Linked DNA regions of Sus scrofa: all the other regions are linked to region 4. The links are chromatin contacts, called in public Hi-C and HiChIP or PLAC-seq maps. All regions are on one chromosome and are shown on one strand. The core of a region is the stretch at or near the end of the contact, and the rest is flanking DNA. Distances in the headings are between cores, read along the strand shown. Region 1 overlaps SIPA1L1 (signal-induced proliferation-associated 1-like protein 1). Region 2 overlaps SIPA1L1 (signal-induced proliferation-associated 1-like protein 1). Region 3 holds the start of PCNX1 (pecanex-like protein 1). Region 4 holds the start of LOC102159548.

Evidence for each region. A called contact is a pair of places that touch in the nucleus more often than the background predicts. HiChIP or PLAC-seq counts read pairs in DNA pulled down with a chosen protein or histone mark.
Region 1: an H3K27ac HiChIP or PLAC-seq map of alveolar macrophages shows a contact between it and region 4. The contact joins the enhancer-like site here to the promoter of LOC102159548 in region 4. A contact is called at or near these places in 6 of 47 Hi-C or Micro-C datasets (embryonic fibroblasts, fetal heart ventricle, fetal skeletal muscle and 2 more) and 2 of 2 datasets of contacts at active chromatin or transcription factors (alveolar macrophages and skeletal muscle).
Region 2: a Hi-C map of skeletal muscle shows a contact between it and region 4, with 4 times the contacts expected there. The contact joins the enhancer-like site here to the promoter of LOC102159548 in region 4. A contact is called at or near these places in 1 of 5 promoter capture datasets (liver), 3 of 47 Hi-C or Micro-C datasets (embryonic fibroblasts, skeletal muscle and subcutaneous adipose tissue) and 2 of 2 datasets of contacts at active chromatin or transcription factors (alveolar macrophages and skeletal muscle).
Region 3: a contact with region 4 is called in a Hi-C map of embryonic fibroblasts, with 2.6 times the contacts expected there. The contact joins the promoter of PCNX1 here to the promoter of LOC102159548 in region 4. A contact is called at or near these places in 4 of 47 Hi-C or Micro-C datasets (brain, embryonic fibroblasts, epiblast stem cells and 1 more).

The regions. Positions count from the first base shown.
Region 1 is chr7:95,161,164-95,166,187 of Sscrofa11.1, forward strand. SIPA1L1 (signal-induced proliferation-associated 1-like protein 1) reads left to right here. Exons shown (of 27, transcript XM_021099427.1): 24 at 803-949; 25 at 2,320-2,434; 26 at 4,875-4,956. LOC110261627 (a long non-coding RNA gene) reads right to left here. Exons shown (of 5, transcript XR_002346001.1): 5 at 956-1,436. Among named protein-coding and RNA genes, the nearest start is that of RGS6, 200 kb to the right of the region's middle. Within about 2 kb of position 3,733, at least 14 of the 83 cell types and tissues checked have an H3K27ac peak or open chromatin away from gene starts, as enhancers often do. A contact at or near this core is called in alveolar macrophages, where this site is marked.
Region 2 is chr7:95,079,474-95,084,277 of Sscrofa11.1, forward strand. The region is part of intron 12 of SIPA1L1 (signal-induced proliferation-associated 1-like protein 1); the gene reads left to right. Among named protein-coding and RNA genes, the nearest start is that of RGS6, 280 kb to the right of the region's middle. Within about 2 kb of position 1,993, at least 10 of the 83 cell types and tissues checked have an H3K27ac peak or open chromatin away from gene starts, as enhancers often do. A contact at or near this core is called in skeletal muscle, where this site is marked.
Region 3 is chr7:94,443,681-94,448,867 of Sscrofa11.1, forward strand. PCNX1 (pecanex-like protein 1) reads left to right here and starts at 1,321. Exons shown (of 34, transcript XM_021099425.1): 1 at 1,321-1,856. The coding sequence starts at 1,704.
Region 4 is chr7:94,788,822-94,794,179 of Sscrofa11.1, forward strand. It overlaps LOC102159548, which reads right to left and starts at 1,805. Exons shown (of 2, transcript XM_013989147.2): 1 at 1,265-1,805. The coding sequence starts at 1,805. It overlaps SIPA1L1 (signal-induced proliferation-associated 1-like protein 1), which reads left to right and starts at 1,014. Exons shown (of 27, transcript XM_021099427.1): 1 at 1,014-1,087; 2 at 1,692-1,751.

The DNA of each region.
Region 1 (5,024 bases), core at 2,483-4,982, 370 kb after region 4:
AGCAGAGATTGAATATCTGTATTTTTTTTAATTGTCACCTTAGAAGGGGCTTGGGAGGTTGGACTGCTGTAATCCCAAACTGAGGCCGAGAGTTGCTTAGCATATACTTGGGAAAGAGAAGGATGCCAATATCAGTGAACCCATGTTAACTCAGGGGACCCAGTACTCACTCTTGACTGCACCCTGATTCGGTTCTCATGCCACCCCGGCTCCATCCAACCACAAAAACCAGTGGGCTGTCCCTGGGATACAGGAAAGGCTTGGGCCAGGAATGTGTCTGTCCCTCAGCAGCCCCAGGGATGCAGGGCACCCACAGGGAGGGCAGTCAGGTCCCAGGTTCCAATGCAGACAAAGCTTTAGTATCCTCCTCAAGCAGGCATCCACAAGCCTCCCTGGTCTGGCTGCAAAACCCAGCTCTCTGCTGAGGTCAGCCTCTTCATCCAGCCTGAATCCCTTGACTCTGGGAAGAAAGGTGAGGTGCTGCACTGCCCTGGGTACCACTGTAGACAGACAGTTTCCACAAAAGCAGACACATTTCCTCGGTGCAGAACTAACTTTTCCAAAACTCAAGCCACTAGAAATGGGACAGCAGAATGCTATGAAAAAAATGAATTGAGATTGGAGGAAGTCAGTGCACAGTTGCACTCAGCTTGAGAATGGCCGCTACTGGCCTGTTAGAATAGCGACTGATTCCAGGTAACAGATGACTTACAAATGTATTGTGGTAACGGGAAATGGTTTATATTTTGAATGGCACTCCGGAGGGCAGGAGAAGCATCTTATCCTTTGTCCCTTCCCCCAGGAGAGTTCTCGGCTTCCGATAGCTCCCTCACCGATGTCCAGGAGAGCCGAAGGCCGCCCATGCCCGACCCTGGCCTGATGCCCCTGCCTGACACTGCTGCGGATTTGGATTGGTCCAACCTGGTGGATGCTGCCAAGGCCTATGAGGGTGAGTCCGCTGGGGGTGATCCAGGTTGGGCACGCTGAGGGTGTGAGCAGTGAGAGCACATGCATTTCACCAGCACAGCCGGGAACCACTGAGCTAGCAGTTCTCGAACATCCAGTGGGGGCCCACACTGTCGGATTTAATCAAGTGGAACCCAGTGTCTCCTCTACAGAGGAGTTCATAACAAGGGTGCCTCGCCTCCCTGTATCTGGGAACGGCAGAGTGCAGGGGAATCCCAGCTGTCACTTGGCTGAAAAGAACACGTGTCCAGAGAGAGTCTTTCATCACATCATAAAGACATCATTGCTCAACACACACTTGGATCTGTTAGGATGCTTGTCCTGCTTGGCCCAGACCAAGTGCGCCGTCTGCCCTTCTCATTCATCCCTCCTGTGGGTGGTAGTGTGTTCTCTGCCTGCACTCTTCCTATGCTTGCGTTAAGCTGCTGGTCCTGAAATGCAGCCCTGTAGACTGTTGCTGACCTGCTCTGCTAAAATAGAAAAAACTAAAAGTAATGCTCTGTGTTGACATAGGTTGTCAATCATCTTTTTTTCAATAGACTGACTCCCCCGATTCCCAAGGTTGTCCCTCCACACTTGTTGATGCTAAGATGGTCCTTGTAAAATGATGATACTGCCAGATGACTGGTTTTTGAGTTTTATTTTATTGCCCTTACTGGATAAGTTGCTATTCTGTCAAGCTCAAATTTTGGGGGGAAATTGACTAGACCTGAATTCAAAAGTCAGGCGGCCATGCAGCAGTGAATCCCCACTTTAGCTGATGGAAATTCACCAGGACCAACTTGATTGGAAATTGAGTGACCAAGGGGTTGGTCACTCTCATGCATATAAAATCAAAGTTTTGGCTTTTTAGTAGGAGATTTGATTTTGCTACTTGACTCAAGCTTGAAATTGTATTTGGAAACAGAGAGTGTGTGTGGACTTAGGTTGAAGCCCACCAAGGTAGCCAGGAGTCTTGTGGAAAATGTCCTTGCAGAAGCCTCAAGAAGCTTAATACGAAGAACCCTTTTATGCATTTCCTGTCACTGAGTGGGGAGCCTTGGTCTGGAAATTTGGCACAAAGCCTATTTTGAGGGAAACCATTTAATAAACCATTTACTTTGATGAGCAAGCAAAAAACTGGAAGAGACACCGATTCACAACAACTATATTTAAAATAAATTTAGCTGGAAGAGGAGAGCAGCATTGAAAACAGTAGAAATTTTCTCCTACTCGAGTTGGGCGATAAGGCTTCTGATGCATTCCTGCCCCTTGAATAGATTTGACTGTGCATGTAGGACATTTCTTGACTTGGTAGAGAGGCGCCAGGATGTGGTTCCAAGGTTACTGAATGGCTTCTTCTCTCCCTTCCAGTCCAGAGAGCCTCGTTCTTTGCTGCTAGCGATGAAAACCATCGCCCTCTGAGTGCCGCATCCAACAGTGACCAGCTTGAGGACCAGGCTCTGGCCCAGATGAAGTCTTACAGCAGGTTGGTCCCCCAGTGGCGAGGGTACCACTCTGGTGATAGCAGGTGGGGGGAAGAGGCGATGGAGGCCACCTGGATGAGCTGAATGAAGTTTATCCGTGATGCCACTTTTACTTAGAATGCTTTATAACGAAATACTCTAAACACCATTGAACAGTTCTTGGTGACTTAAATGATGTATATTCATAATTATGACTTCAATGCCATAGTACAGTTACGTTCTAGGGTTTATTAGGTAAGGTAAGTCACTCGTGCTAAATATCCTTAGATGCCTATGCGTGTAGTCCTTGAGTCTGGGTTTTGAGTCGCTTCCCCCGCTGACAGTTGGTCATGCTTGTAAATGTGCCTGCATCTTAGCAACTCCTAGTGTCCTACTTCAGACCTACCATCAGAACTGGGTCACCTCCGAATAGTGAAGATTTATGCAAAATAAGCAAAAAAAGCAGTAGTTAAGAGTATGGGCTATTCTGTTGGTTATGTCGAGGCTGACTTTTCCATTTTGCCTCAGCGAGGTTATTGGATAAATGGGTGATGTTCCTGTGCCTTAAAGTATCCCCACAGCCACCCATGGACACACAGTAACCACTCCTTGAAGCAGAGTAATTCCACCAGTTTGACGGCTCTTCTTTTAAAACCTCTCTTGAGAATGGTTAAGAATGCAAGTATCTATAAAGCTTGGTCAGGACAGCCAACAACAGGAAGAGGAAGGTTGTACAGATTTGCACACATGCACACCCCGGGACGTGTGCTTCTGCGGACTTCCTGAGCCGGTCTGCAAGGAAACCCTCCTTGTGGGTAAAGTGTAGGAGTGACGCATCATTTGTTCTGTGTGCAGCACGCAGACGCTGCAGGCATCCTGTCACTGGGACAGCTGGGGCAGGTGGTTAGTTGAGCTGCTGAGAACTTTTTTTAAAAAACTGTGGCGTCAGGGGAGAGCCCGAAATGGCCCTTCTGTAGGATGCAGAGCAGTGTGAGTGAATGAAGACTGTTCTCCCGAGAAGGGATTATGAAACAGTTCCTAAATCTCTGTGGACGAGTAAGAGGAGGAGGAGGAGTTCTTTGCTCAGTGTGGATGAGCACATGCAAATGGGGTTAAATACGTTTTTAAAGATGATCGGTGCGCTCGCAGACACGCACTCACTGTGAGAATCTGCGGAAGTCAAGATAGGCTGCTGAGAGCCACTACCAGTCTGCAGTGGCTGTGGCAGCCCTTCCAAGAGCAGAGACGGTGGACTCGATGGCTTGAGAAGGACAGCCCTGCCCCCATCTCTCAGCCTCAGCGTTTCGGGCAGCTCCACCCTTCTTCTGTCTTGTCTTTGGCCTTCACCCGGTCAGCCATGCCCTGCCTGTGGGGCTGTGGCTTGCACTTGATTGACCACTTCCCTTTTAAAATCTATTCGCTGTCAGCTTTTCATCAGTCATCCTGTCTTAGACGTTTGGAGGTCATTGTCATTCCATTTTATTGGCACCCTTGTGCCACTCTGCACCACTCTGGGCTCGCTGTAGATCCAACAGCAGCAGAAGACATTGGCACCGCTTATTTTAGGTCAGGAATTCTAACTCAAAGTTTATCTCGTGACTCCAAGATTTCAGAGGCACCACCTTTGACATCTAGAAAGCAGCAGCTGCTTATGTTGTCTCAGTGGAAGCCTTGAGCTTCTTGGTTGTGGGATGGAGGCGGTGTTTCTGGGTGAGAACTCTCCCGGAAACATTTCAGGGCTTGAATTCAAGGAGAGGAGAGGGCGGGAGAAGAGGTGACAGGGTCTCCAGCCCTTGCCCAGCTGTGCATTCTGTCCAGTGTGGCCTCTCATCCTCTCGCTCCCTCCTTTGGGCGCTCCACTGGCATGGCATTTTTAGCAGTTCAGAGGAAAGGGAGAAAATGAGAAATTTGTGGCCTTTAGAGTTTGCTGATCATGATAGGAAAGAGCTTTACGGCATTAAGACTAGACTGACAATCTTCTGAAAGATGGAGTCTTATTTTCAGAATAGTTAAAGATACTTAAACTAGCTTAAGACAAGACATGGGCAGGATAACGTAGCTGCCCCAAGCGAGAGTCGGTGCCCGCCCTCCCCAACCCTCTTGCACGCACAGGGGCCACTCAGGGGACAGGAAACATTTCGCTCTTTGACAGTCATGTCTGCCCAAAGTCCCTGTTGTGCTGCCAGAGAGACCGCTTTTACTTATTGTCCCATATTCTTTTGTCACAAAGATGCAGCCTCTTTAACAAAGGAAGCCATTGATGGGCTGCAGTTCACACTTTTGTTAAGATAACCATTTTCTTTTTGAAAATGAAAATGCACTGTTGTGGCACCATACTGAGTAATTGTGACATTGAAAAACATAAATACAGCCACTTCCTTAAAAAAAAAAAAAAACAAGGCCCAGGTAACCCAGCCGTGGAGGCTCCTGCCAACGTGGTCTCTTGTCTCTTGTTCCCCGCAGTAAAGATTCCTCTCCCACTCTGGCTTCTAAAGTGGACCAGCTGGAAGGGATGCTGAAGATGCTTCGAGAAGATTTGAAGAAGGTAAACACATTCTCACAGCAGGCTGTCCGGTCCATGCCAAGTGCCCTTGAACTGTGAGAGCCCTTTAT
Region 2 (4,804 bases), core at 743-3,242, 290 kb after region 4:
GGAAGACTGTTCATGTTAAAGGTACAGATTTAATCAGCATAGCAACCTGGGGTCCATTTGGTTTGGAAGCAAACAGCCAGATATACTCCACTTACTCCTAAGGGCTTCACTTTGTAAAAATACACTGCAAGGAGTTCCCGTTGTGGCGCAGTGGTTAACAAATCCGACTAGGAACCATGAGGTTGCGGGTTCGGTCCCTGCCCTTGCTCAGTGGGTTAAGGATCCGGCGTTGCCGTGAGCTGTGGTGTAGGTTGCAGATGTGGCTTGGATCCCGCATTGCTGTGGCTCTGGCGTAGGATGGTGGCTACAGCTCCGATTCGACCCCTAGCCTGGGAACCTCCACATGCCGCGGGAGCGGCCCAAGAAATGGCAAGAAGACCAAAAAAAAAAATTTGTCCCCATTTTTTTTAAAGCTAGTAAATGGGAAAAAAAAAAAAAAAAGCAACAACCTCATGAATGCGTGGATCTAGGCATTGATCACCAAAGGCTACAGATGTGAAAAGAGACAAACGTGTATCTCATAACGGAAGACTACATCCCATCTGTGAATTAGCCTCATCCTCTCTCCCCACAGTTGAATGTGAATCTGATCAAACCTCTTGAGAGGCCAATTTGCAGGAAATATAAGAGTCCAGAGAAAATGTCTGTATTCAGCAAAATTCAGGCTCTGGACAACTCTATGTGGCAAATAGCCCTGTTTCTCCAACAAATAAATTACAGGAAATAGAAGTGAGTGAGAGACGTAGAGCAGCATTAACAGAATTTGAAAATTTAAGGTAAAATTGATTAATTGTAATGGGTGGGCCTTATGGATCAATCTAGTTCAGACAGACTGTGAAAAAAATCTTAGGATATCTCACACAATTGAAAATTAGAACTTTGACTCACTTTGCTATACAGCAGAAATTGATGGAACATTGTAAATCAACTCTACTAAAAATTTTTTTTCAAAAAGAATTATTGTGAATTTTAAAACTAGTATAATGATACGTGGTTGGACCTGTCTTTGAAACAGATGTTAAATTGTGATCGGTCACCATGTTTAGGAAGGTAGAGAAATATATGTTACTCCTCTCAGAAAGATTTCCATATTCAGCAGTTCCTGTGTCATAAATGCTGAGAGGAGTTTGTATGATGTAGTGTAAAAAGCGCTTGGAATCAGACCAGACTGAAATCTCTCAGATCTTAAATTTCCCTGACTGCACAGTGGGAGGTTGCTTGGCTTCTACTTAAAATCCTGTGCATAAAGTATCTGGTGCAGGCAGGGAGTGTGGTGCATGCACACGACATGTCCATGACCATTTTCTCTGCTTCTCTTGGATAAAAAGAAACAAATATACACGCTTTAGGGGAAAAAAAAAAATTTGCAAGTGGGTCAAGTGATGAAAATTTCTTTTGAGAAGTCTGTTCCAGGCCCTCATTAATCAGCATCCCTGTTGCCCAAGTGTGGCTGACCTTTCTAAGACACCAATCTGAATCTGTCACTCTGTGCTGAAAACCATTTAGGGAAACGTTGAGACTTCCCAGCATAGCCTGCATGGAGTTCTTCAGATCTGGCCTCTCTTGTCTCTTCATGTCCTGGCACCTCGCCCACCCCCCAGCCCCACCCCTGCTGCTGTGTGGAGCTCCTTACAGCCCCTCCCTCTGCACATGCTGCCCTCCAGGCCAAGAATGCCTCTGCTCTTCTCACACACATCCCTGCCCCTCCATCCCCTGATGAACTCCGATTCCTCTTTTCTCTGGGAGGCTCGCCCGACCTCCCAGGACTGGATAAAGTACCTTTCCTGGGGGTTTCCAGTAGCACCCACACCTCCTGGGAGAGTGTGCAAACCACTGGATGTACCCTGTGACGCCTCGCCCCAGGTCCTCACAGCAGCATAGTGCCTGGCATATGGGAGGTGCTCGGTGAGTGTTGGCGAATGAAGACTGTGAGAAGTAGAGCCCCCAGGGAGGGACCGATGGGCACACATTTGTTCTGACACTCGTCTTTCCTGTGCTCTGCCAAGGTCTGCTGTCTTGGAAGGCTCCCCGAGCTGGCAGCCGGATCTGACCTTCAAGGGGGGACTAATACCATTTTGAGGCTAAGCCCCCTTCCTTTTCAGTTTTGTTGTTCATTGCTGTTTCCATGGGGCTTCAGAAATGCAGGTTGTCTGACTTTTTCATTGAGACCTCTGTTCAAATGTTTCTGGAACATTCCCATGTATCGACTTGAAAATGGAATATTTCCATGTATCAACTTGCTGCTTCATGCGAGGTCTTTGATGCCAGCAGATGGCACAAGGCCCAGATCTACTAGAAACAGCCTAATGGTGGTCTCTTTGGCCATGTGACTCTTGCGGCTGTTCCCTTTTGCAGGCACCTCCAGTGGGAGATTTAAAAATGTTTCCTCAGGGAATACGTGTGCTCTTCTCACAGAGCACACTGTTGGCCTTCCAGAAACCCAGGCTCTGGCCACTCCTGGCTCTCTTTAACGAGCCCTGGACAACTCATTTTACGTCTCTGTTTCCTGGAGAAGTGAAGAATTTTTACCAGCTGTTCAAATGGAGGTCCAGGGATGTGTCAAGTGACTGTGAATCAGAATACCTCCTGGTCCCTCCATTGTACTCCAAGATTTAGGGGACAGAACATATTTTTGCGTTGAAATGAATGCAGGTTTTCTTCAGTGGAATGCACAATGAAGATGAATTTTCAGATAAAACTCAAGATTTTGTTGGCAGAATTTGAGGCACACTGACTTCTTCAAGTTCTTCTCCAGGGCTAACGTTCCACAGCTCTTTCGGCCTCCGATCGTCTGTCTGTCTGTCTGTCTGTCTGTCATCTAGATAACCCTCTTGAGTAGAACATCCTAGTCCTTAACAAGGCTGAGTAAGTAAGGCATGGCTCTTAAGAATGTATTCTTTCGAAGGAGTTACAGTATTGCACCCAAGGCGAACATAAGTGTGGCCAAGAAGCCTTTGGGAATCTGCTTTTTAAAATAGCAAGAACCTCTTATAATTAATACATCTGAAGTATCTATATATAGCACACTGAAATTCTGGAGAGGCTTTTTTTCTTAGGAAAGCAAAAATATCTTTCTACTTAGCTTCTAACAGGCCTTATTATCAAGCGTTCAGCATTGGTGGCATCTAAATTAATGAGCTTTTAACCTTGTAGAAAACCTTGAAAGTTAGATTTACCCAAAACAAAACCCTTTATTTGAAAAGAGCACTCTTAGGGTGTCATCTTCCTCATCTTCTTCTGTTAAGGATTCTATTTCTAATGGTGCAAAGCTGATTTTAGTGTCTGTATCGTTTACCTCCCTACCGTGATGAATCACTGATAATTATATGTTAAGGATTCACTTTTTTCCCTCATGGTTCACTCTAGTGCTTCTAATTGTTGGTGGGTTTTCAGTATATGTTCGTCTCAAGTTCTGTTCGTTAATAAATAGATCTGTGGAAAACCAGTGCATTTAAGGGGCATGTGGATGGGTGGTGTTCCTAGCGACACCTCCTGCTAGCATGTTCCTCTCCTTAGTTAAAATCAAATCACAGCTGCTTCTAGAGAAAGAAACATGATTTGAAGTGAAATTAGCAGAAGAAATTGCCAATTTGACAATGAAAGATATTAAATATTTCTGAATCCTTACGGGATTCCTTTTAGAAAAAGGCAGCAAATCTGGGTTTTAGCATCCTCTATTTGACTTGAAACAAAAAATAACATGATCACATTAAAATTATACAGCTGTCAGCATTCAAGCCAGGCAGTTCACATTAGATGAGAAAAATTGCCTTTCTGATACTGATATAATTAGGCCATCATGAATATGAAGCTTTCTGTGACTTCTCATCTCCAGTTAGAGAACAGAATGTTGCTTGCCACCTTTCTTTGTCATGAAGTGAACTAGGCAGTCTTTCTTCTTCTTTTTTTTTTTTTTTTTTTTTTTAATCTGTGAAAAGCCATTTTTACAAATAGGCTGTCTCATGGCATCTTCTGACAAAATAATATAATTTTTATCCTGAGATTGCTGATTTTTATTTATTTATTCTGTTTTCACAAGCAGCAGTCATTTTTTGAAAAGCAAACCTGAATATCTTCAAGCAAACCCTAGAAATAAAAAAAAAAAAATAGTGTAACAGAGCTCTTCAGTTTAATTTGAAAGATGCACACACGCTCTGATTATGTTCTTTCCATAATTCTGAGAATTCAGGAGGAACAGATTTTGTATCGTTCCACTAATGCTTAGTGCAGTTGTGTAATTGACTCACTTTTAAATAATTAGATAATTTGAAAAGGGGATGTTTGATCTGTTTGAATCATCGTTTCCAGCCCTCTTAAACTTTGCTGAGGTCCTATAATGAGGTCTTGGAACATGACATAGAACACACAGCCTCCCCTTTTCCATTTAATTTCTGTTGCTGTTTTATTATTGTTTTAGGAAAAACTTAATCTTTTTCCTTTTGAGATTAAAAATAATGAGTTCTTACAGATGCTTTTATGGACCTTTTCTTAGGCCCAATTTTAGCAGTATACCTGCAGAAGAAGTGCCTGGAACAGGCTTTCTTAATCTTGCTTAAAGGAATGGGAAAAGGAACATGTATTCCTTACAGATAAATTTGTCAGAATCAAATACCGAAAGCAGAGAATTTGGACCAGAGAATAGCTCAGTTGTAAAATGTGAGTTTTTTTTTTTTTTCAGGGCCTCACCCACAGCACATGGAAGTTCCCAGGCTAGGGGTCAAATCAGAGCTGCAGCTGCCAGCCACAGCCACAGCCACAGCCACACCAGATCCAAGCCATGTCTGTAACCTACACCACAGCTCCT
Region 3 (5,187 bases), core at 71-2,570, 350 kb before region 4:
CTGGTCTTGGGCTTACACTTTGAGAACTGGTCATTCGTTTAAGCTGGCCACAGGTGACCAGAAGCTGAGCAGTTATCCACCAGTTCAAACTCTTATCTGAACAGATAAGATGTAAAGTGCTGCGAAATAAACTGCCAAAATTCAGTTCATGCATTTAAGACGACTGCTGGTTGCAGAAGTCTTCTCAACCACTTATTACTTGAGAGAACTTGGGCAATCATTTAGTTTCTTTGAACTCTGGTTTCCTAATTCATAAAATAAGGATAGCCTCTAGGCTGTTCTTAACAGGAGTATTGTGAAGGTCAAATGAAATGGATGTGGAAATTCCTGAACTGTGAAGTGACTCTGGGAGGTATTGCAATAGGTTTTCAATACTCTTCTGAAAACTTCACCCCCGGTTTCTTTTGGCTCTCTTTTCTTGTTAATTATAGCAACTTTAATCCAAGAATACAGAGTACTTTTATTGCTATCATAAACTCAAACTGCAAACTCTTTTTAAAAAAATTTCATTCAATGAGATCAGACGTGCCTTATAAACATTACACAGAGCCAAGAATGATTCCCAGTCTTTACAGCTATAAAAAGTGCAAGATCTTATTGTGAATTGGGGTGGAGCCACAGTTAATCTTTCAACCCTGTTTAGATTGGCCCATTAATAAAAATGGCTGCAAGTTACAGCACGTTAAAAAAATAAAATCACCATGTACAATGATCAAGCTGTCCAGCCCATACTTTTACATCTCTTACAACTTCTATTAATTTAATCTGTCTTTGCACGTAGTAAATCTGTCCAATCCTGGCCGTGGTTATTTTTCTGTCAAGAGCCTCCAGCTCATTCCACGGGCCAACACAGTTCTTGCTCAAATTGGGTGCATTTGTGATTCTTTTCAATCGTCATCAGCTGTACCTAATTCTTTCACGTCTTCAGTGAGTATCTTGGATATTAGCCTCGTTGTTCCCAGGTCTTTAATAAATATAAAACGTCAGCCAGGATGCTGACAAGGTTCCAAAGTTAAGGCTTTGGAGAGTGGAAGACCCGGTTTCTGGACTGCTCACGGAACTTGCCAGGGTCGCGAGGCGGGAACACAGAGGGGTCTCCCACAGCCCGGACTCTCCGTCCCCGGAACCTCGGCAGCCCCGCCCCCAGGCCTGGGCTCGCGAGCGTTTCTCCCGGGCGCCGGCAGGAGGCGCCCGCGGCGGCGCAGGGGCTGCGCGCACCCGTGGGGAGCCGGCCCAGGGGGCGGAGGGAGAGGAGAGGAGGAGCCGGAGGGGGCGCGGCTTGCTCCCGGTCGCTCCCGGGCGCCGGGCCTCCTTCTCCGCCTGGCCCAGGGCTGGCGGCCGGCGGGGGTCGCGGCGGCGGCGGCGGTGGCGGCAGCGGCGCTGGCGGGCCGCGGGCGGCGGGGGCCCGGCTCCGGGTGTTAGGAGACAAGATGGCGGCTGCGCTCTGGAGGCCGGTCTCCTCTTCTCCGCTCTCCTCCGCCCCGCCGCTCGCCGCCTCCTCCTCGGTCTCCTCCTCCTCGTTCGCTGCCTCCTCCTCCTCCTCTTGCAGCAGCCCTAGCGACCGCCGAAGCGCCGGCCCGCTCTCCCGGAGCTCCGGAGGCGGATAGACGGGGCAGCTGCGGGCTCTGGTGACCGAGGCAGAGCTGGGGCCGGGGCGGGGACCGCGGCGGCGGCGGCGGCGGCGGAGGCGGCGCCGGGTGGGGATGGGGTCGCAGACGCTGCAGATCCTCCGGCAGGGGGTGTGGGCCGCTCTCAGCGGGGGATGGTACTACGACCCGCACCAGGCCACGTTCGTGAACGCGCTGCACCTCTACCTGTGGCTCTTTCTGCTCGGCCTACCCTTCACCCTCTACATGGTGAGTTGTGGGGGCGGGGAGGAGGGTGGCTCCTAACCCCCTTCTGGCTGGCCGGGTTCCCCGAGTCCAGCGGGCGGTCGCGCCTCCCTGGCTCCGGGCGGGGAGTGCGCCCTCTTCGCCTTCCCCGTACTGTCCCGATCCCCCGCGGGCCCACCGCCCCCTTGGCTCTAGTGCTCCCCTCCCCCACGCGTACTCCCCGCTCTTCTCTCCCTGGAGGGCTTCCCTTATTTCAGGGATGACGGGAGAAGCGGATCAGCAGCAGCCCCCGCCTCCCTCCGCGCCCCACCCTGGGGTGGGGGTGCCCAGCCCGTTTACGGGGAAAGAGTTGCTTCCTAGGCCCCTCCTTCGAGGTTCCTGATCCTGCCCCCCCCCTTTCTACCCGGGTGGGTAAAGCCTGACGGGGGCTCCCTGCCTCCGCATTTGGGGTGGGCGCCGAGCATTGTGCTCCCAAGGGGCCGCCGCCTCCATCCCTGGCACGCGTGCTTATTTGCGCTCCGTTCCTCGGGCGCCGGGCACCCCTTGGGCACTCCCTTCCCCCGAGGCGGTTCTCGCTCCGCCTCTCCGGGGAGTACTCTCCTTCCACCTCGCCTCTAATCCGCGTGCGGAGCCTTTGGAGCGGGGGAAGAGCGTGTGCCGCTCGGTTTGGAATGTATTTGTGGGGCATCCGGGCCCTTAACTCGCTTAGACGTGGTGGTTGAAAATCTGGCTCTCACTCTTCCTGCCTCTCAAAATCCTATTTTTGCTTACCACTGGTTCAGTTCTGTTCAGCGCCTTGGTCGGTGACTGTTATTTCCAGGCCAGCTTTGGGGGGAGGGAGCGGGGGAGATACGGGGAAATTTGGCTGGCATTTCAGCAGATTTGTTTGGGTTGGTTCAAGGCCTTTTACTGATAGGAAAGAGAAAGTACTGCCTGTTGCTGAATTCGGTACGATCAGCTTCTTCAGCTTCCCCGAATGATCTAGCTTTTTAACCTGTATTTTCACTGAAAGTTGTAAGCGCATTTTCTTTTTTTAAAACACATTAGGTTAGGGTGGGGCATTAGGGAGACTAATATGGAAGAGAGGTGATACTTAAGCTTCAGTTAAAACTTTAAAAGTGACCGGAAGGGAGGTAAGGTTTGTAACTTTATTTTAGGAGGCCTTTGAGTGTATTTCTGTTGACTTTATGCTTCTTCGTGGAGCTGTAGTAAGGATGCTGGATGAGAAGGTCTGGGAATATGACTACATCAGTGTTAAAGGTGAGGATACCCAGTTCTTTCCGAAGTGAAGCCCATTTTCGCTAATTGGCAGAACAACTGGAGGAAGATGTGCTAAATTTCACCTTTTTCATTGAAATTGTTTGGGAGGGACATGCTGCTTGAGGTAAAAAAGTCATGTAAGAAATTGCTGATGACTGATGGATTATTTTTTTTAGGGGACTTGTTCAGTCTTGTCCCTGTCTGAAAATTTATCACGAAGTGTTTTAGTTTTCAATTAATTCTGGCCTAGGGAGTTAGTACTATTTGCACTTCTTTATCTTCCAGGAATATGACATCATTAACGAACAGGTTAATTACTTTGGGTGTAAGAATCCTCAGGCTGTCACAGAGTTTATCATAGCTGATTTCTTTTATATCCAGGAGAATTGTAGATTTAAAACTGAAGCTGGTTCTTGAGATATCAGGATTAGTTGCTATATTCTGGTGTAAAGTTTCCATGTTGAGACCGGTGTTAGTGGCTAAGACTCTTGGTGTAACTAACAAACATTACTAAAGGAAACTTAGAGCAAATGTAGATCCATACATTGAGTTTACTCCTTCATTTTGGGAGTTTATTCAATTTAATTTAATTCACAAATATTTGAGTGTCTGCTATGTGCTGGGCAGTTTGCTGGGTTCTAGGAAAATATAAATTGCTTCTCTAACCTTCTTGTTTAAGTTTATGGGCTCTCTTCCTAAAAACTTTAAAAAGCTGATTCTTTTCTTCCTGTTTCTTTCATGTCCAGTTCACCAACAAATCTTGTGGGTTCTGTCTTGAAAACATAACTAGAATCCAGCTAATCATCATCACTTCTCTCTTAATTCAAGCCATTGTTATGTCTCTCCCAGGATATTGCAAGTTCTAATGAGAGTCGCTGCTTGCATTCTTTATTCTCTATTCTTCATAAAAATGCCTGAGTGATTCTTTATAACATTAGTCAGATGGAGGCATTCTGCTCTCAGAGCCACCCCTCCCATGTATCTCCCCCCCCCCCCATTTGCCCTCTTACAAGTTTTCCCACACAATAGCCATTCCTGCCTCAGGGCCTTTGCACTTGCTCTTCTCTCTCTGTCTGGATGGCTTTTCCCCTCCAGGTGGATATCTGTGTGACTTACATGCTACATTTATATCAGGTTTCAGTTGTGTGTGAGGCTTTCCTTCATAACCTGTGTAAAATAGCAGCTTCCCAGCTCCTGAGATACTTCCCAGCCCCCTTACCTTCCTTTATTTAATTGCACTTATTTCAAATTGATACATATTTATACTTAATGTTTCTCTTATCCCACTATAATATAAGCTCTAAGAGGGCAGAGACTGTTTACTGCGGTATTGTCAAGACCTAGGTCAGTGCCAAGCACGTAGTAAGTACTCAGATTTAAATGATGATTAAAAATGAACAAGACATAGCTTTTGCCTTCAAGGAACTTCAAGTCTAGCTTGGGATAATGAACAGTTATAAGCATTAGAACTGTTGTGAAATGATTAGTACATAATGACCCTGAGCACTTAGTCAGGGGATTGATCCTCGCCTAGGGGCAGTTAGCAAAGAAGATTAGTAATGTTTTAGGAAGCATTCTAGGAATAGAATATTGAGGTAGATAGTCTGAAGTATACATTTGAACCAAAATCCAGCATTCCATGTTAAAATAAAGTGTCAGATCATTATAGATTATTTGTATACACTTCCAATAATATTTATAAATGATAATGACTACTAAGTGTGTTCTTTATCTCAAACCCTGTGTCCTCATTTTACTAATGAGGACACCCGAGGTTGAGCCCTTAGAGACTCATTATACAGGGCTTTTAAAGCCCAGGTTCAGGTACCCCTCCCTGCCCCTGCCGGTTTTTTTGTTGTTGTTGTTGTTTTGTTTTGTTTTTGAGATCTCTTTGAAGAGGTTGTATGTTGAATTAGAGAGTCTTAGGGCTTTTTGTATAGGATTCAAACACTTTGGCTATTAGTAGCTTTTGTGGATACTTTGAAAAGTGGAATTTATACAATTACACAACTTCGAAGTAATGAAAATCAAGAAGTAATTCTTTTTTCTTACTTTCATTGTTCTTCTGTTTTCCTTAAGACACTCACCCTCTTTT
Region 4 (5,358 bases), core at 555-3,054:
AGGCAGTGATATATAAAACCCCCAAAGAAAATTTCTACAATTAAAAGAAGAAACAGGATGAGATTTCATCTTCATCCTCATTTTGGAGTAGGTATGAAGAAGTTTTGTTTCATGAGACAAAGATGGAGAAAGAGAACAGAGGATTATAATTATTTAAAAACAGATAATTCGGTGTGAACAGAAATGGGAGGATAGTTTAACAAAGTCGAAACCATAACTGTGGAGCAGAAACTTTTAATCTAAAATGAAGTACTTTCCAGGGTAGGGTGAAAGCCAAGTACCTCTGAGGACAAGCAGCTTGTTACGTTCATTTCCCCCAACAGACATTAAGTAAACACCTACTATGTATCAAGCTTGTGGAGGCTCTGAGAATACAAAGATGGGTAAGACAGATCCTTCAAGAGCCCAGTTTGTTGGTGGCGGTGGGGATGGGGAGCGGGGGAGGGGGGGAAGTGAGAGGTAGCATAAGGAGTTGGTGGGGTTTGGGTGATGAGATTAGAGTGGAAGGCTGAAAAACTAGATATATGTAGGAAACTGGGGGTTCACACATGCGCTGGCTTCTGTGGCAGTAATCTGTCCCAGAATCCTTAAAAAACAATTAGCTTCATTTGCCAAATTTAGCCAGATAGCGTGACGCTGTTCTTCTGCAAAATCCCTCTCAAAGAGTTTAAAACTCCTTTTCCCGCTTCTAGCCCTTGCTTTCTCCACCATTAGGGCGTCAGGCTAGGGAGAGGGGAGGCTGGAAACTGCACCCACGTTTGCTGCCTCGGCTCTCCGCAGGAGACAGGAATCCAGGGCTTTGCCGTCGTCATAGCAACTAAGAGACTAAGTTCCGCGGTTCCCCCCACCCCCTTCCTCCAACTCCTTCCACTTCCCCCGCCATCTGGGCTGAGCCGCTTCTCTCGCGAGATTTGAGCGCAGCACTGAGCAGCACATCGGTGATCTCACCCGAGACTTGGGGAAAGGGGAGGGAATGAAGGAGGGGAAGGAATGGGGCGGGGTGGTAGGGAGGCGGGGAGGGGAAGGGCGAGTGCGGCACCGCCACCGCCGGCAACTTTGTGAGCGAGTTCGCTGTGTGCGTGAGCAAGTGAGCAAAAGTCAGAGCGGCACTGAGTCCCCGGGAGGAGGGTCCCCAGGGAGGGCCAGGTCTGGGTTTCGGAGGCCGCCCCCTCTGTCATTTCATCCTCTCCCGCCTCCGTGGCTTCCTCCCCATTTCCTCCCCCCACCGATCCTCCTGGGCCTTTCTGCCCCCCGCTGTAGTTACCTGTCCCCTCCCCCACTCGGCGCCCACCTCGGAACTCCGGCCCTCCAGTCATCCAGCAATTGCTTCCCGCGTCGGCCGCCCCCTCAGCGCTTTCTCTTGGGGGCAGGCAGGCGGGATGAGGGGCGCTGAACATCGGAGGCGGCGCGAGCGGGGACCCGAGCGCGCAAACAATAGTTGATGCCCGGGGACCTGGGCACCTCCGCCTCCCCCAACTCTGCTGGGAACGCGGCCCCCGCCGGCTGCTCTCCAGCCTGCATTCCGTGTCTCCCTCGGAGCCAGGCTCGGGAGTTGGGCAGATTCCGCCCCCGCCTCCCCCGGGCCCCCCTCTGCTCTGCGCCCGCCCCGGCCTCGCCGCCTGCTGTTCTCCGCAGAGGAGGCGGCGAGTGAGCGCGCGCCGACCGTCTACACGGTTTCTCTTTCTCCCCAGGGAGAGCGCGCGGCGGACGCGCCCCGGACGCGCGGCCGCACCGGGAGGCCGGGCCGAGTGGTAAGTGGCGTCCGGGCAGGGTAGCGGGGGTGCAGGACTGTTGACAGCCCCCATCCCATTTCTGGCCGGGGCGCGGGTCCAGGGCCCGGAGCAGGACACCCGGAGGCCGGTCAAAGTTTTATTTCCGATTTGGTGGCGTGCAGATAGCGCAGCCCGGCGGGGGCGAGTCTGAGCTGCAACGCGCCCGGCGCGCGCGCGCGCGCGCACGCACCTCGGAATCCGAAGCTGCACAACTCTCAGCCAGGCGCCTGTGCCAGAGGCCAGGAGCCCCGCGCCCCCGTCTGGGTGCTGCGCCTATCCTGCTGCCCTCGTCTTCACCGGGCGACCCTTCCCCTTCAGTCACCTGGGTGAGAGCTTTGCAGGCTGTGCCGGAGGGCGGGCCGAGAGGTTAAATCGTGAGGAAGGGGGAAGAGCAGCTGAGTGCCCGCGGGTGGTTCATTTCTCTCCGGGGGGTCTGGTGGCGAGTGAAATCCCGGGATGCTCTAACCTGCTTTCCGTGGAGCAAGTAAACAGCAAGAGGGCTGGGGAGGCGTGAAGGTACTGCAAAAAAGAACTTTTTCTGCTTCGCCCCATCTGTTTCCAACTTCTCTCCTGACCTTAAAGGAAATTTGCCAGGCTCCCTCCCTATCGCTCCACGGCATTTCTAGGTGGACAAGTAATCGTGTTGGGCAGGTTGAAATTTCATCAGATTCACTGTTTGTAAAACATAGACAAGGGAGATGGCTCATTTTCAAGGAAAATGTTGTTTAATTGAGTTATTAGTATTCATTTTGAAGAGAAGCATTTGGGGACTGATGGATCCTAGGCTGCATTTACTTGATAGATTTTATTTTTCATGACGGGTATTTTAGAGGCAGCACTCACTGAAATTCTTACTACCTACTAAACGATTATGTTTCTAAACTGGGAGCCAGTGATATGATGCAAATTTCAGAGTAAAAGTGTCGACTTTCATCAGGTTCCAGGTCTCTCTGGATGAACTGGGGTTGGCGTTTCCTCTATAAAGCAAACCTTTCATGTTGAAACTCTGACTCAGACTCTTAAAGCCATTGTTTTTATACTGGTACTCTGTGGGAGTTAAGTGTCAACTTTCTCTCGTTTTCTCATATGGAATATTCGTCCAAGGCAAAGATTCTCTGACTTAATCTTTTGAAAAAGTACAAGATTAAGTCCTATAGAATCATTCTCTGCATCCAGTTTAGTAACAGTATTAATTTTCTATTTAATCCTGGTTTAATGACTTTTATAACTTTCTCCTTTTTCATTTTTCGAAAGCTTCAATTAAGCCACCTTTACCAGGAAAGAAAAAGTCAGTGGAAATAATATAAAACAGTGGTAACAGCAGTAGCCTCAAATAAAAGGTTTTCATAAAGCAGTTTATGGTCACTGATGTGTTGGACTAGTAGATGCCATGCCAGTTATTAATGAGTATATTAATGTTAAAACATTTTTCCCATCGAGTAAATTATTTATACTAAAGCATTAGCAATTAACAATGCATTTAAAATGATTTGGGTGATGATTTGCTTATAAATGGTTAGGAACGAAATAAGAGATTTTGAGGGTACATGGTTTTATGTGGCTGCCAACTTATTTTCTTATCTCATTATTCTTAAGTAAAGGACTCCTAAAGTTGACTGTATTGCTAGATTTCTCTACTTGACTGAGAGAACAAGTTTGTCAAGTGGCTCAAGACAGTCAGTAGGTGTTGCTGTTAGCTTCTCTGCGGTTCCTGGTACTGCCCCTTGAGTTTGAAATTGGAGTTCTGTGCAGTGAACTTTTTAGGTCTGAAGTATAAGGCAGTATTAGGTGTGACTTCATTGTAGGATTCCGTGGCAAGGTGGACTTGAATTTTGGTCATAAAAACTTCAAAACAGCTCACTGAAATTTATGTTTTGATTCTTTTAACTCTGTCCTTTCACTGTTAATTCCAGGCTTTCCTACTTTGCTTTTGCATTGAATTAGGTTTGTAATTTTAGTGTAGGTCTTCCCCCATTTCCTCACCCCCAGCCACATCTTGATTTTTTTTTAACAACTTTAAAATTTAAACAGCTGGTAACTTTATTGAAGTCACAGATTGAAGATGGCTTGAAATGAGCGATTTTGTAAAGACTTTGGAAGATCTTGATTGACTATGAGTTGAGATATGTATACGTTCTATCTTACATGTGCAGTTTGTTTTTCAATAAATGGCTTTTTCTATCTCTTTGAATTGTGAAGCAGGAGTGTGAGGAGAGGCAGAACAGTGTAAGCATACAGATTCTCTGAATCTTTGCAATGTAGGGGAATGTATGTAGGGATTGATGGCAACCTAATTGTGTGCTTCCTGTTGGTTCTCACTGTGTGCTGTCATTTCTGTTGGTCCCCATCAGTGCACATATGAAGTATGCCTAGCCGGAAGATTTTCAGGTGACATCGAAGATTTGAGCCTTTTGGTTCATTGACCAAGTCGGACTTTCTCCAAGGAAGGCAAATAGACTCATCTCCATAATGTAGAGCTAGTGCTCTGATACCATGTTTCTTTCTAACTTTGGACCCAAATCACAGAAGTTCATATCTCAAATTCAGAAAAGAAATTTCTGTTCGTAACATCACTGTATTTCTAACCTTTTGAGATTTGCAGCTAGTCAAACAGTATTTATTGAGTGCCTCTGCCTGGGAGGCAGGCATGCTGATGCGTTCTGTGATCCAGTGGTGAGAGAAAGAGTGTTCTTGGCCTCAAGGAACTTACAGTGCGGTGGAACCATTTGTAACTTTTCCTGGCCTGGTGTTTGATACCCTGAGGCCTCCACGAAAGCTTTGCAGAGCAGGCAATTATTTTTGATTTTACTTATTGAAATTAATTTTTGAAATGAATGGGGCCCAGCATTTGTCCTCCGAAGGAATCGGTTTCATATTTTTCAGCTATGGGATCTTAAAACATAATCAAATCTCTTTCTGTACTGGTTTTCTGAAATTTTTTTTTTTTTTTTTTTTTTTTTAGTCATGGGTGCAATCAATACTGACCAGCTTTGCTGCAAAAATTATGGTGACTCTGTGTACGAAAGTACTTTGTAAACTGTAAGGTCTTATTTGCAATTGCATTTTCTTACTTTCTGATGAACACATTCATAAATTGTTGGAGTTAGAAAGGAGATTGAACAAAAATCATTTTATAGATGAGGAAACTGCAGCCCAGAAAGTTGCAGTGACTTTTTCAATGGGATAGAAGAACTACTCAGGGATCACACAGTGATGGGAAGGTAGGGTTTCAGATTTAACTCTATGTTTTTATTTCCTGGCTTTTTTTCTCCGACCTTAGGGTCTGTTAGGTTAACCTTTACCTACTACCCTTCCCCTGATTCGTGTTCAGTATTTATTAAATGCTTAAAATGAGAAGCAAAACTTAATGAAACAAAATGTACATGAAGCTTGAAAAGCTATGAAAACTTCATTGATGTAGTGTTCAATACTAAGCTCAAGAGTGACTCAGATTACAAAGTTAAGGAAAGGGAAAGTATGAGTTAAAGTATTTTCATGGGAGAGCCTGTGAGCTGCTGCTGCTTTTTTTTTTTTTTTTTTTTTTAGGACTCTTGCTCAGTTCAGAGCATGGTATACTTGGATGCTC